Regions from separate parts of the Mus musculus genome. Here region 2 is linked to region 1. The links are chromatin contacts, called in public Hi-C maps. All regions are on one chromosome and are shown on one strand. Each heading gives the region's core, a stretch centred on a gene start, on an enhancer-like site or on the middle of the called end of the contact. The rest is flanking DNA. Distances are from core to core; before and after follow the strand shown.

Region 1 (5,980 bases), core at 1,805-4,304:
CTATCAGGTGAAAGCAGTAACATTTCTTTGACCTTAGATGTGTTCTCTTTTGCTTTGTATCAAAGACTGCCCTTTATCTTAGAATCTGAATTCCATTATTACTTTTTGATGTGAGTGACTCCCTACTCATTCCATTAGGCATTTATTGACCAACTATAGAGGTTGTTCATTAACTTACAGAAAAATTTTATTGAAGTTGTATATGTGAAAAGCACTAAATCCTCAGGTGTTACAAGGACATAGTTCACCTTTTTATAACTTATTTGAAAAGATGGACATAAGTTCTTACAGAACAGTTACTCTTATGTGTGTAATATAGTATTGATTATTGCTTTTAGTAGCTTTCTTTAAATGGTAGATTATCTTAAGTTATGCTTTGGCAATTCACGAAAAAAGATTGCAAGATATATAATAAAGTGAGCATATTGGTAATTCAAGTAATGTGGGCCTTGATGTCTACTATTTTGACTTAGTGGATCTTATTGAGCAAATCATCTCTTCAAAAAAATAAATCCTAGTTTAAAAAATGGGTTAATTCAAAATAAAGTATCAACATAGAATTTAGAGAAGAGAGATTAAATATTGCATAATAACAAAAAGGTATATAAGGCTACTATGAACACAGTGGCCAGGTATCCTTATTACATATTGAAGCATCTTCTGGGTATATGTCCAGGAGTGGTATAGCTCAGGTAGTATTATGTCCAATCCTGTGAAGAACTGCCAAACTAATCTTCATAGTGGTTGTACCAGCTTACAATCCCACCAGCAATGAAAGGGCTTCATTCCTCTTTCTCCACATCCTTGCCAGCTTCTGCTGTCACCTGAGATTCTTTTCTTAGTCCTTCTGACTGGTGTGAGGTAGAATCTCAGGGTTGTTTTGATTTGCAATTCCCTAATTACAAAGGATGTTGAACATTTTTTTAGGGGCTTCTCAGCCATTCTGTATTCCTCAGTTGAGAATTCTTTGTTTAGCTATGTACCCCATTTGTAATAGGGTTACTTGTTTGTCTGGAGTCTAACTTCTTGAGTTCTTTGTATATATTGGATATTAGCCCTCTATCAGATGTAGGATTGATAAAGATCTTTTCCCAAATCTGTTGGTTGCCTTTTTGTCTTATTGATAGTGTTCTTAGCCTTACAGAAGCTTCGATGAGGTCCCATTTGTTGATTCTTGTTCTTACAGTAGAAGCCATTGGTGTTCTGTTCAGGAATTTTTCCCTTGAGCCCATATGTTTGAGGCTCTTCCACACTTTCTCCTCTATAAGTTTCAGTGTATCTGCAGGCTTATTTATAATAGCCAGAAGTGGAAAGAACTCAGATGCCCCTCAACAGAGGAATGGATACAGAAAATGTGGTACATTTACACAATGGAGTACTGCTCAGTTATTAAAAACAATGAATTTATGAAATTCTTAGGCAAATGGATGGATCTGGAGGATATCATCCTGAGTGAGGTAACCCAATCAGGCTCCTGTCAGCAGGCTCTTGTTGGAATCTGCCTAGTGTCTGGATTTGATGGTTGTTTATGAGGTGTATCTCCAAGTGGGGTAGTCTCTGGATGCTCATTCCTTCAGGCTCTGCTCTGAACTGTCTTTGTAACTCCTTCCATGGGTATTTTGTTCCCCCTTCTAAGAAGGATCAAAGTACCCATAATTTGGTCTTCCTTCTTCTTGAGTTTCATGTGTTTTGTAAATTGTATCTTGGGTATTCTAAGTTTCTGGGCTAATATCCACTTATCAGTGAATGTACATCATGTGTGTTCTTTTGTGATTGGGTTAACTCACTTAGGATGATATCCTCCAGATACATCCATTTGCCTACAAATTTCACAAATTCATTGTTTTTAATAGCTGAGTAGTACTCCATTGTGTAAATGTACCCCATTTTCTGTATCCATTCTTCTATTGAGGGACATCTGCATTCTTTCCAGCTTCTGGCTATTATAAATAAGGCTGCTATGAACATAGTGGATCATGTGTCTTTGTTACAAGTTAGAGACCAAAACACAGAAGCACGAAATCCAATGGTAGAAAAAATAGAGTTCTTATGAAATTTGCCAAATGAAGGATAAGTAAGCCAAGGTAATTTATTCAAGGATTCTAGGAAAAGAGGAACAATATACTTCACAGGGGCAACAGTAATAAAGTATCATCAGGTACATTGTCTTTCAATTAGCCAATGGGTAGGAAAGGAGAGGGAAGGAAGAAAATATGGAAGAAATACTTGAAGTTTAAGGGAGTACCTATGCAGGGTTTTTTTGAGATTGGGTGAGATTCAAGTAGAATTTAAAATTAATCATAGGGTCCTAAGAATTATTAGGGGTTTTACCAGGCTCAAGAGCAACTGCAGTTAAAAACAAGAACTGAGTGGACATATTTTCAAATACATGTATGACAAGCCCAGGACAAGGACAGAAGATGGAAGCAGATTAACATTTATATGATTAGACCTACAACAAGGTTTGCTCAAGAAGAGAGAAAAAGTGTGTCTTCTACTCATACTATGAGTGCATCTGATGATATCCAGTCACATCTGTGAGCCTCGCTACCAACTCAAACATCATTCCCTTCAGGAAACACCCTTGCAGGCACACCCAGAAACAATATTTCACTAACACCAAGCAGCTAAACTAAACTGTGGTGACTCATGAATTTCAATCATCGTATAATGCAGCTTTCTAAAAGTCAGACTGCTAAAATACTTGTTCTGAACTTTCTGGTAATTCTGGTCTAGGCTTAAAATTACAGCTTGCTGCATGATAGAAATTGAACAAGTCTCCACACACCCTATCTTTCATTTTAAAGCTTAGTCTACTCTAGGCATGATTTGTTAACATAGGTAATTATAGCGATGATATTAGCATATATTTTAACTGGATATCAAATAACTTACTATAAATCTGTTAGAAAATATTGAAACTACAAAAAAATTACTTCAAAAATTATCCAGTGCTTACATTTGGATTCTGATTTCCTAAAGCTATTTTATGCTGACATTAATATCACAGAATGAAGAAACACTGCAGGAAATTTAAATTACATGTTAATTTAGTGGGTACCACACCTGATGAATTTCAACATCTACTTCCCAGTCTGTCCATTTGCAGAACAAGTTAGAAATGATATTGCTTAATTCAAAATGACTGTTTGAAATAAGAATCAGATTCCCATTGTGGAATAGTTGTATTTACCTGAGACGGTTCCCAGTCTGTACTCATTCTGTGGCTTTTTATTCAGTTGTTTATGGAAATATTTTAATGTCTGCACTGGGAAGAGTTTAGGATACTATGGGATTCAAAGCTCTCTGTTTTGGACTGCTTTGTGTTAGCTTTTTATCTTGTATTTATACACCCGTGCCTGACAACATTGAAGAAACCTGGAAAGTAATGGCTTTGGATACAGTTGCTAAAACTTGTTCCCTTATGGTAAGAAGAATATATTTTTTTCTATTAGTAAGAACGAATGTTTTTGAATATTTTTATAATACTATTGATATATTTCTGAAAGAAAACATTTTTAAAATAATGTTAATATGATTTTCACTCAAGTTCTAAGAAAACACTGGTTTCATAACCATGTTTTTATCTTCTATAAAGATATCAATTATTATAACAGTACTTGCTTGGTAACAAATTAGAAATTTTGTTATTTCCTTGGCTTCTGTTGTCTGCCTCCAATTCTAAATTGCTGGAATTCTAAGGTTATCTTAGAATATACAGAGTGGATATACTGCTGTAATTGTTCCAGAATAGTTAGAAACTGACACTTTTGATGCTGTAATATATATGCTTTCTTTGCATATACATGGATCTCCTCTCGCTATCCACTCTTTTCTAAATGTATAGTTTATATGAGAGGAAATATATATTCATAAGAGTGCATACAGAGAGAGTAGCAGCTTAAATTTGAGCCCCAGGCTGCATTATTTATCTGTGTTCTTTATGTGCAAAGTGGGTACCTTGCAGAAAGTGGGTACATTTTGACAGTTCTAACAGTTGGAGCCTGAAAAGCTAAGCTAGCAGAATTAATAGATGATCAGAAGTTACAGCAGTCCAAGGTTTAAAAGATGCACAGTTCCATGACAACTAAAACTAAAGTTCTTTATAAATTTCTGAGTATCTGTGTCTTTCACCCACAGTTCTCTTTTTCAAATGTTCTGATTACTTGATCAAGGGAATGAATACAGGAACCAGCCCATGTCAATTCTCTTGTGATTATTTCATATGTATTTAATGAGAAATAGCCATGCTTTCATCAATATCACAATATCACCTATCAGAACATCTCACTCTAATATGATGCTGTTACTTTGTCAGCTTCACATATTTCTAATAATCATGTATATATCATTAACATACACACCTTATGTATTTGAAATTATGAATTATTATCCTGTACTTCTGCAACTATAATAGTCAAAAGGAAAATGTAATTAAGAGTTTATCCCAGGAAATTTGAAAATCTTTGATAATTTTAGCACTGAGTCCTACAATTTAGATTGCAAAGACAATAAATATTCTTGCTTTTTATTGTATTAAAGTAAAAATAATAAAGTTCTTTATTATATAGCCTTTTATAAAATCAGTACATTATTTTGTAATCATATGTTGTTTTGAAAGAGTTGTAAAATATCCACACATAACCATGAGAATCTTCCTTGACTCTGCATTGTACCCATTAACATAAAAGTGAGGGTACTAATTTAACATTTGTGTGAATTGTTCTGTGTAATAATGGTCAGGCATTTAAGAAGAACATGTGATAATTGCTACATAGATAGTTTTCAATATAGTCTTAAAATGCTTAAGTATCATTTTAAATCCAGAAAACATTGACATAAACTAAATAAGACCATTTCCTAAAAATAAAATTTTCAAGAGCAAATTCATTAAATGAAAATTATCTGAATATATTGATATCTCATGCACTCATATTAACAGGTCATATCTTTTTATATTTAATTAGTTAGAAAATACTTAAGAACTTTTGTTACATTTCAAAATTAATCAATTAACTAGTTTGTGTGTGTGTGTGTGTGTGTCTGTGTGTGTGTGTGTGTGTGTGTGTGTGTGTGTGTGTGTGTGTGTGTGTGTGTTTTGGAGGGAAGGTTCATGCCAAAACATGTGTAGTGGTCAAAGGACATCATACAAGGGGCAGTTCTTCTCTTCTAGAAGGTGGATCTTAGAAATGCTCCTGGTTGGAGACAGGTACCTCTACCTATTGAGACATCTTACTTGCACCTCTAGAATGTGTAATTAAAGAGTTTAAATAATTAGGCAATATTTATTGATTGTTGGAATGAACTTCACTCTTCTATATACACCAAAAATATTCATTTATTTATACTGTACTAGAACTCAGCAATAACTTTATTCCTGGTATTATCTTTGCATGGGTTTGTACACAATAATGTCAGTGTACATTGATCAGTAGCTTTCTAATTTTTATTATACTTTATTATGTAAGACAATTTTTAAATTCAAACATATTTTGATAACATATTCCCTTCCCTCAACTCCTTCTATATTTTCTCCTCCTCCCTACACACAGAATAATTTCTTTTTATGAAACAAACTCAAAACTGAATACAACAACAAACCCCCTAAAAACCTTGAAAAAATTTAATAACAACCAAAAAGTAAAAATAAGACAGAACAAAAACACCACTAAAGTGTAACCATATAAAAGCACACTAAATGGACAGAATTCATTATGTGGTCGTCAACTACTCCTCAGTTTGAGCCTTGCTCTGGGGTAGTTGATATATGGAGAAAACTTATTCTTTATGCCTGTAGGCTTAAGTGGTAGTTCAGTCATTAACCTTTACCATAGTTGGTAGGCTTTAATTAATTAATTAATTCATTCATTTAAATATATATATAACAAAATAAATATAATAAGATAAAAAAAATCACATCAAAGTTGGATAAGACAAATCAACAGAGGAAAAAGAACCAATGAGAAGAAACAAGAGTCAG
Region 2 (5,308 bases), core at 2,026-4,525, 47 kb after region 1:
TGCATAGGTTTCTGTAATGCCAATTCCACATGCAAATATAAACTATCTTTATCATATTGATACTAGATGCAAATACTGGTCTTTCTGACTTTTCAATGGCACACACATACACTACATATATATGTAGTTTGTTTACTAACTGCCTAGCAACATAATATAGATGTTGGATATTTTATTGCTTGCAGACAGGCACAATTTCCTTTGCAAAGTTCTTCCTTGTATACCTACAATTTATAATTTTCCTGGTTTTTCCTAAGGAAATGCAAAGTGATCAGGGAAAGGTGCACTGAGGAAATTGTGCAACGGTTTGTAATAGACGCTTAAACAAACTGAAAACTGGACACTGGTGTGTTAAAGTATATTGGTTGTATTCACAATATACAAAGATCCGAGGAAACATCTAGGACAGAAAGAGTATTTGGTTATTTTTTATTACATATTTTCTTTATTTACATTTCAAATGTTATCCCCTTTCCTAGTTTCCCCTCTGAAAACCCCCTGTCCCTTCCCTCCTCCCCCTGCTCACAAACCGACTCTCTCCCGATTCCTGGGCCTGGCTTTCCCCTATACTGGGACATAGAACCTTCACAGGACAAGGGCTTCTCCTCCCATTGATGACCGACTAGGCCATCCTCTGCTACATATGCAGCTAGAGCCATGAGTCCCACCATGTGTTTTCTTTGGTTGGTGATTTAGTTCCAGGGAGCTCTGGGGGTACTTGTAAGTTCATATTGTTGTTCCTCCTATGAGGTTTTTGAGGCATACTATGTGTACCTACCTCTCCTTGATAATGCTGGGGAATCTTGGAGTGTCATGTGGACCAACACAGCATCAAAAACAGCAAAATGTTTTGTAAGTTTAGAATTTTGTCAACTCTGAGTACTTAGTAACTTAAGTTTTTCCTTTTTTTTCTAATAATTATTTTGTCTTAAAGTTTACACTCTGTTGTTGTTGTTGTTGTTGTTATCATTGCTTTTATTTTGTTACAGTCCAGCCCTTGCTCCTGGTCTGTCCTCCCACAGTTCCTCATCCTATTTTTCCTCCCCGATGTCTCCATTCCCCCCAACCCTACCACCAGGCCTCCCCACTCCTGGGGGCCTCAAGTCTCTCGAGGGTTAGGTGCATCTTCTTCCACTGAGGCCAGACCATGCAATCCTATACTGTGTATGTGTTGGGAGCTTCAGACCAACTCCTGTATGCTGCCTGGTTGGTGCCTCGGTGTCTGAAAGATCTCAGCGGTCCCAGGTTACTTGAGACTTCTGGTCTTCCTACAGGGTCCCTCCTCAGCTTCTTCCAGCCTTTCCCTAATTCAACCACAGGGGGTCCTGACTTCAGCCCAATGGTTGGAGGTAAGTATCTGCATCAGTCTCAGATGCTTGTTGTGTCTCTCAGAGGATAGCCATGCTAGGCTTCTGTTTATAAGAACACCATGGCATCATTAGTAGTGTCGGGCATTGGAGATGGATCCCAAGTTGGGCAGTTCACTGGACCTCCTTTCTCTTAGTCTTGTCTCCATTTTTGTCCCTGAAGGTCTCTTAGACAGGAACAATTCTGGGTCAGAGTTTTTGACTGTGGGATGACAATCCCATCCTTCCACTTGAAGCCCTGTCTTTGAACTGGAGGTGGACTCTATAAATTCCCTATCTCCATTGTTGTACATTGCATCTAAGGTCCCTCCCTTTGAGTACTTTGAGTCTTTCACCTCCCTGGTCTCTGATACTTTCTAAAGGGTCTCCTCACCTCCACCTGCCCCACGTTGCATATTTCCATTCATTCTGCTGGCCCTCAGGGCTTCTCTCCTGTATTCCTCCCCCATTCATGATCACGCCTCTCCTTTTCTTGCCCCCTCACCACTCCCACCTAGGTCCCTCCCTCTCTCTGGACCCATGATTATTTTCTCCCCCCTCCCAAGTGGGACTGAAGCATCCTTACATGAACACTTCTATTTGTTAACCTTCTTGAGTTCTGCAGATTAAAGTCTAGGTGTTCTGTAGTTTTTAGGCTAATATCTACTTATTAGTGAGAATATACCATGCATGTCCTTTCAAGTCTGAGTTACTTTACTCAGGATGATATTTTCTAGTTACATCCCTCTGCCTGTAAAACTTGCCTTGGAATGTTGAAGTTTATTTGCGTTCTCTCTCTCTCTCTCTCTCTCTCTCTCTCTCTCTCTCTCTCTCTCTCTCTCTGTGTGTGTGTGTGTGTGTGTGTGTGTGTGTGTGTACTAGAGATTGAACTCAAGAACTTGCAAGTACTAAACAAGTGGTTTATACTGAACAATTTTCCGCCCAATTTTAACTATTCCTTAATTACAAAAGTTTAAGGGGAAAGATAGGAAGAAATTCTAGTCAAATCAATTCTTTAAACATGTATATTAGTAAACAACATATTAACTAAAATAAATAAACAACAACAAAACCCTTTATGTTATGTTCCATACAAAATAAGTACTAGAATAAAATCTTGAAAAATGAATTGCAAGAAAGGTAGAGCTAACACACATTATGTTTTTCTAAAACAGAGCTTGTTGTAATAAACTGTAAAAATGTACTAATTGAAATATTTTATATCACAGTTAATTTGAGAAAGACCACAAGAACTAGACAAATATAGGTGAGCTATGATGTGCTCTGGTTATCTACCCACTACTCTCAGATGATCTTGTCATTCTTTCTACTAAGAAAATTACTTCATTTATTGAATGTATACATAGTCCCAGGCTTAGCTCAGGGTATGCTAACCACCCCAGCCTGGTTAATTAGTGACCTGGACACTCATCTTCTTTTAAAGTTTTCATACTCCCAGAAAACCTAACGTAGTCCATGCAGATTGTAGTCCAGAGAAGTGACTGCCTGTGGTCCCTGATGAACACTTCTTTACCCTTCTAGTTCTGACCAGATGTGACACTATTCCTAGGGAGATGTAAACAAATGTCTACTCACTCCAGATAGGGAACCAAAGGTAAGGCAGTGTACACACATGATAAAATTCAACTTCCTTTGTGAACCAACGAATATTTTTAAGAGCTGCTTACAGGAACATAGGTGAGAGGTTCCTTGCAAAAGTAGAAATGCCACAAGGGCAGTTACATCACTGGAGCCTACCCCAGTGTGGTTGACAGTGAGTGGACTAAGGTTGGGAACCTAAAGCTTTCTGAAACCTACAGGCACCCCAGCATGCAAAGCATTCTTTCCAAGTAACTCAGCTGACCTGGGGTTTCAGGAAAAGTAGCTAATCTTGCCTCTTCCAACCTGTTCTACTGCTCTCAACTGCTCTCAGTCAACTCAGACTTCTCTCACAGTGACTCCTTATTGCTTACTCATGGGTGGGAGGGAGAGATCCTAAGCTTAGGGAGTTTCTCTTTAGGATGGGATGTTTTATTTAACCTCAGGAATTCTGTTGTTTTACCTCCCCGAAAACAGCCTGTCTTAAAATACAATGTTGATCTCCCCTTTAACATTTTGTGTTTTATGAGCTTTCCTATGAGATGGAAAGTTTTCATTAAAGAAACTGTGACACAATACCCAGGTATTGTGTACTTGCCCAGGCAGACCCAGGGAGGAGTCTCACATTCACGCCCTTTCTTGGTTGCCACTGAGCTAGAATCACATCCAACACTCCAATCAAAAACTCAATTTGGAAACTCTGGAGGACTGACATACAAGCTCTTCATACTTTATCTAAAATCAACCATGCTTGAGCAATAGCAAAAACAGAGCCAAACTTTCACTCAACAAAGCGGCATAATATCTTGTATCAGACACACAATGAAAAAGTCTACAAGACCAGAGCACTCAACAAAACCAAAATCAAAGTGAATGGCTAAAACAATATGATGCCCCTCAATTGAGTCCTGTAGACATGTTCTCCAGGAATAACTACCCAGACAAACCTCAGGATATGAGTTTAAAAGTACAATCATAAACATAATCAACAGTTTAAAAAGAACATGAAAAAGAATGTCAGCAATGTAAAGAGTGTGGTAATTAAATCCCAAGTGAAATGTAAACAAATAAAAATAGAAGTCTGCCTGAGCCTAGACTATTTGTGCCATATGTGTCATCCAGAGCCAGCCAACACTGCACATCCTACACATCAGCCAAGATTGTTAAACTCTTTATGTACTATTCCCAATATACAGGATTGGCACTGACTGTACATCTTTCATATCAGTCTGAAATACAAACTCTGCTTGGCCCTAGTCACCTATCTTATGCACCAGCTCAACCTACTGAGATTACTTGTATCTAGCTCACTCATGGCATATCTAAATTCCAGGATTAGCCTAATTGCACATCCTGTGTGCTTGTTCAGTCTTGTGAATTTCCATAGGTCTAGCCCACCTGAACCATAGCCAACTGCCAAGCCTAACCTAAAATGTACATTTGTGTGGGGCCCTCAGTTGCCTCTCTGGCCTTTGCTCTGTGTAATGGTAACCAGATTTGGATACAGAGGTATCTTTTAGATCTCACAGAAATTTTAGTGCTGTAATTTTCAGTTTTAGGTCTTACATACTAGAAAAGTCAGAAATACATAGTAAGTGTATTGTGGCATAGGAGGAGGGATATCCTCATGGGCATACAACTCTAAGTCTTGCTCCAGCACTAAGAAATCAGCCACCAACAAGCTTGAGTATTAGGCGCTTGTGCCTCTGCCTGCCACCATTTAGGAACATAACACAGGTTCATGTACAAGAATCTGAAAAGCAATTATTATTTTTTTATGTTTGAAAAAATGTATTAAAACTTTATTATACACACTGGTTCTGGTTAGTTTTAATGTCATTATTTACTTGCAAGATCTTTATAATAAAGGTTATAAGGCTTTTATATAAAGAACTTGAAAATGAAAATCCAAGAAAAAAAGCTACAGCAATAGAAACCAGACCTAAATTCTACACATCTCAATGAATTTCTATACAGTGGGAATTAAGAAAAAATTAAAGACCCCGAAACAACAAAGTGGCCCATCTATTTTTAACTTATCTATCTGCTACTCTGCCAAAAGTCATTTTCTGCAATAGATTTTATAGAATGGTTTTTCCTGTTTTACTTTTCTTTCTGATCTCAGGAACCCTGAAGGTTTTAGAAGAGTGTATACTATTTAAGACTCTAGCTATTTCATCAGAGAGCTCAATGATGCTGTAAAGTTCACATTAAGAAAAAAAAAAAGGAATAATTTCCAGTGAAGAAAACTGCTGTAATTTTAGGGGACAGAGATGGGATGTGCTTAAATGTCCTTTATGTGAAGAGTCACTAGTAGATTGCTTTCACTTGTTTTCCCTCATGTTAACTTGTCATAATTCAAA

Evidence for each region. Hi-C and Micro-C count contacts between places; a contact is called where the count stands out from the background.
Region 2: a contact with region 1 is called in a Hi-C map of epidermal suprabasal cells, with 4 times the contacts expected there. The contact joins the enhancer-like site here to the promoter of Aadacl2 in region 1. A contact is called at or near these places in 1 of 39 promoter capture datasets (macrophages), 2 of 484 Hi-C or Micro-C datasets (epidermal suprabasal cells and nephron progenitors) and 1 of 9 other capture datasets (pancreatic islet).

The regions. Positions count from the first base shown.
Region 1 is chr3:60,003,689-60,009,668 of GRCm38.p6, forward strand. It overlaps Aadacl2 (arylacetamide deacetylase like 2), which reads left to right and starts at 3,055. Exons shown (of 5, transcript NM_001128091.1): 1 at 3,055-3,427. The coding sequence starts at 3,290.
Region 2 is chr3:60,050,491-60,055,798 of GRCm38.p6, forward strand. No RefSeq gene overlaps it. Among named protein-coding and RNA genes, the nearest start is that of Aadac, 21 kb to the left of the region's middle. Within about 2 kb of position 3,276, at least 16 of the 459 cell types and tissues checked have an H3K27ac peak or open chromatin away from gene starts, as enhancers often do. A contact at or near this core is called in epidermal suprabasal cells, where this site is marked.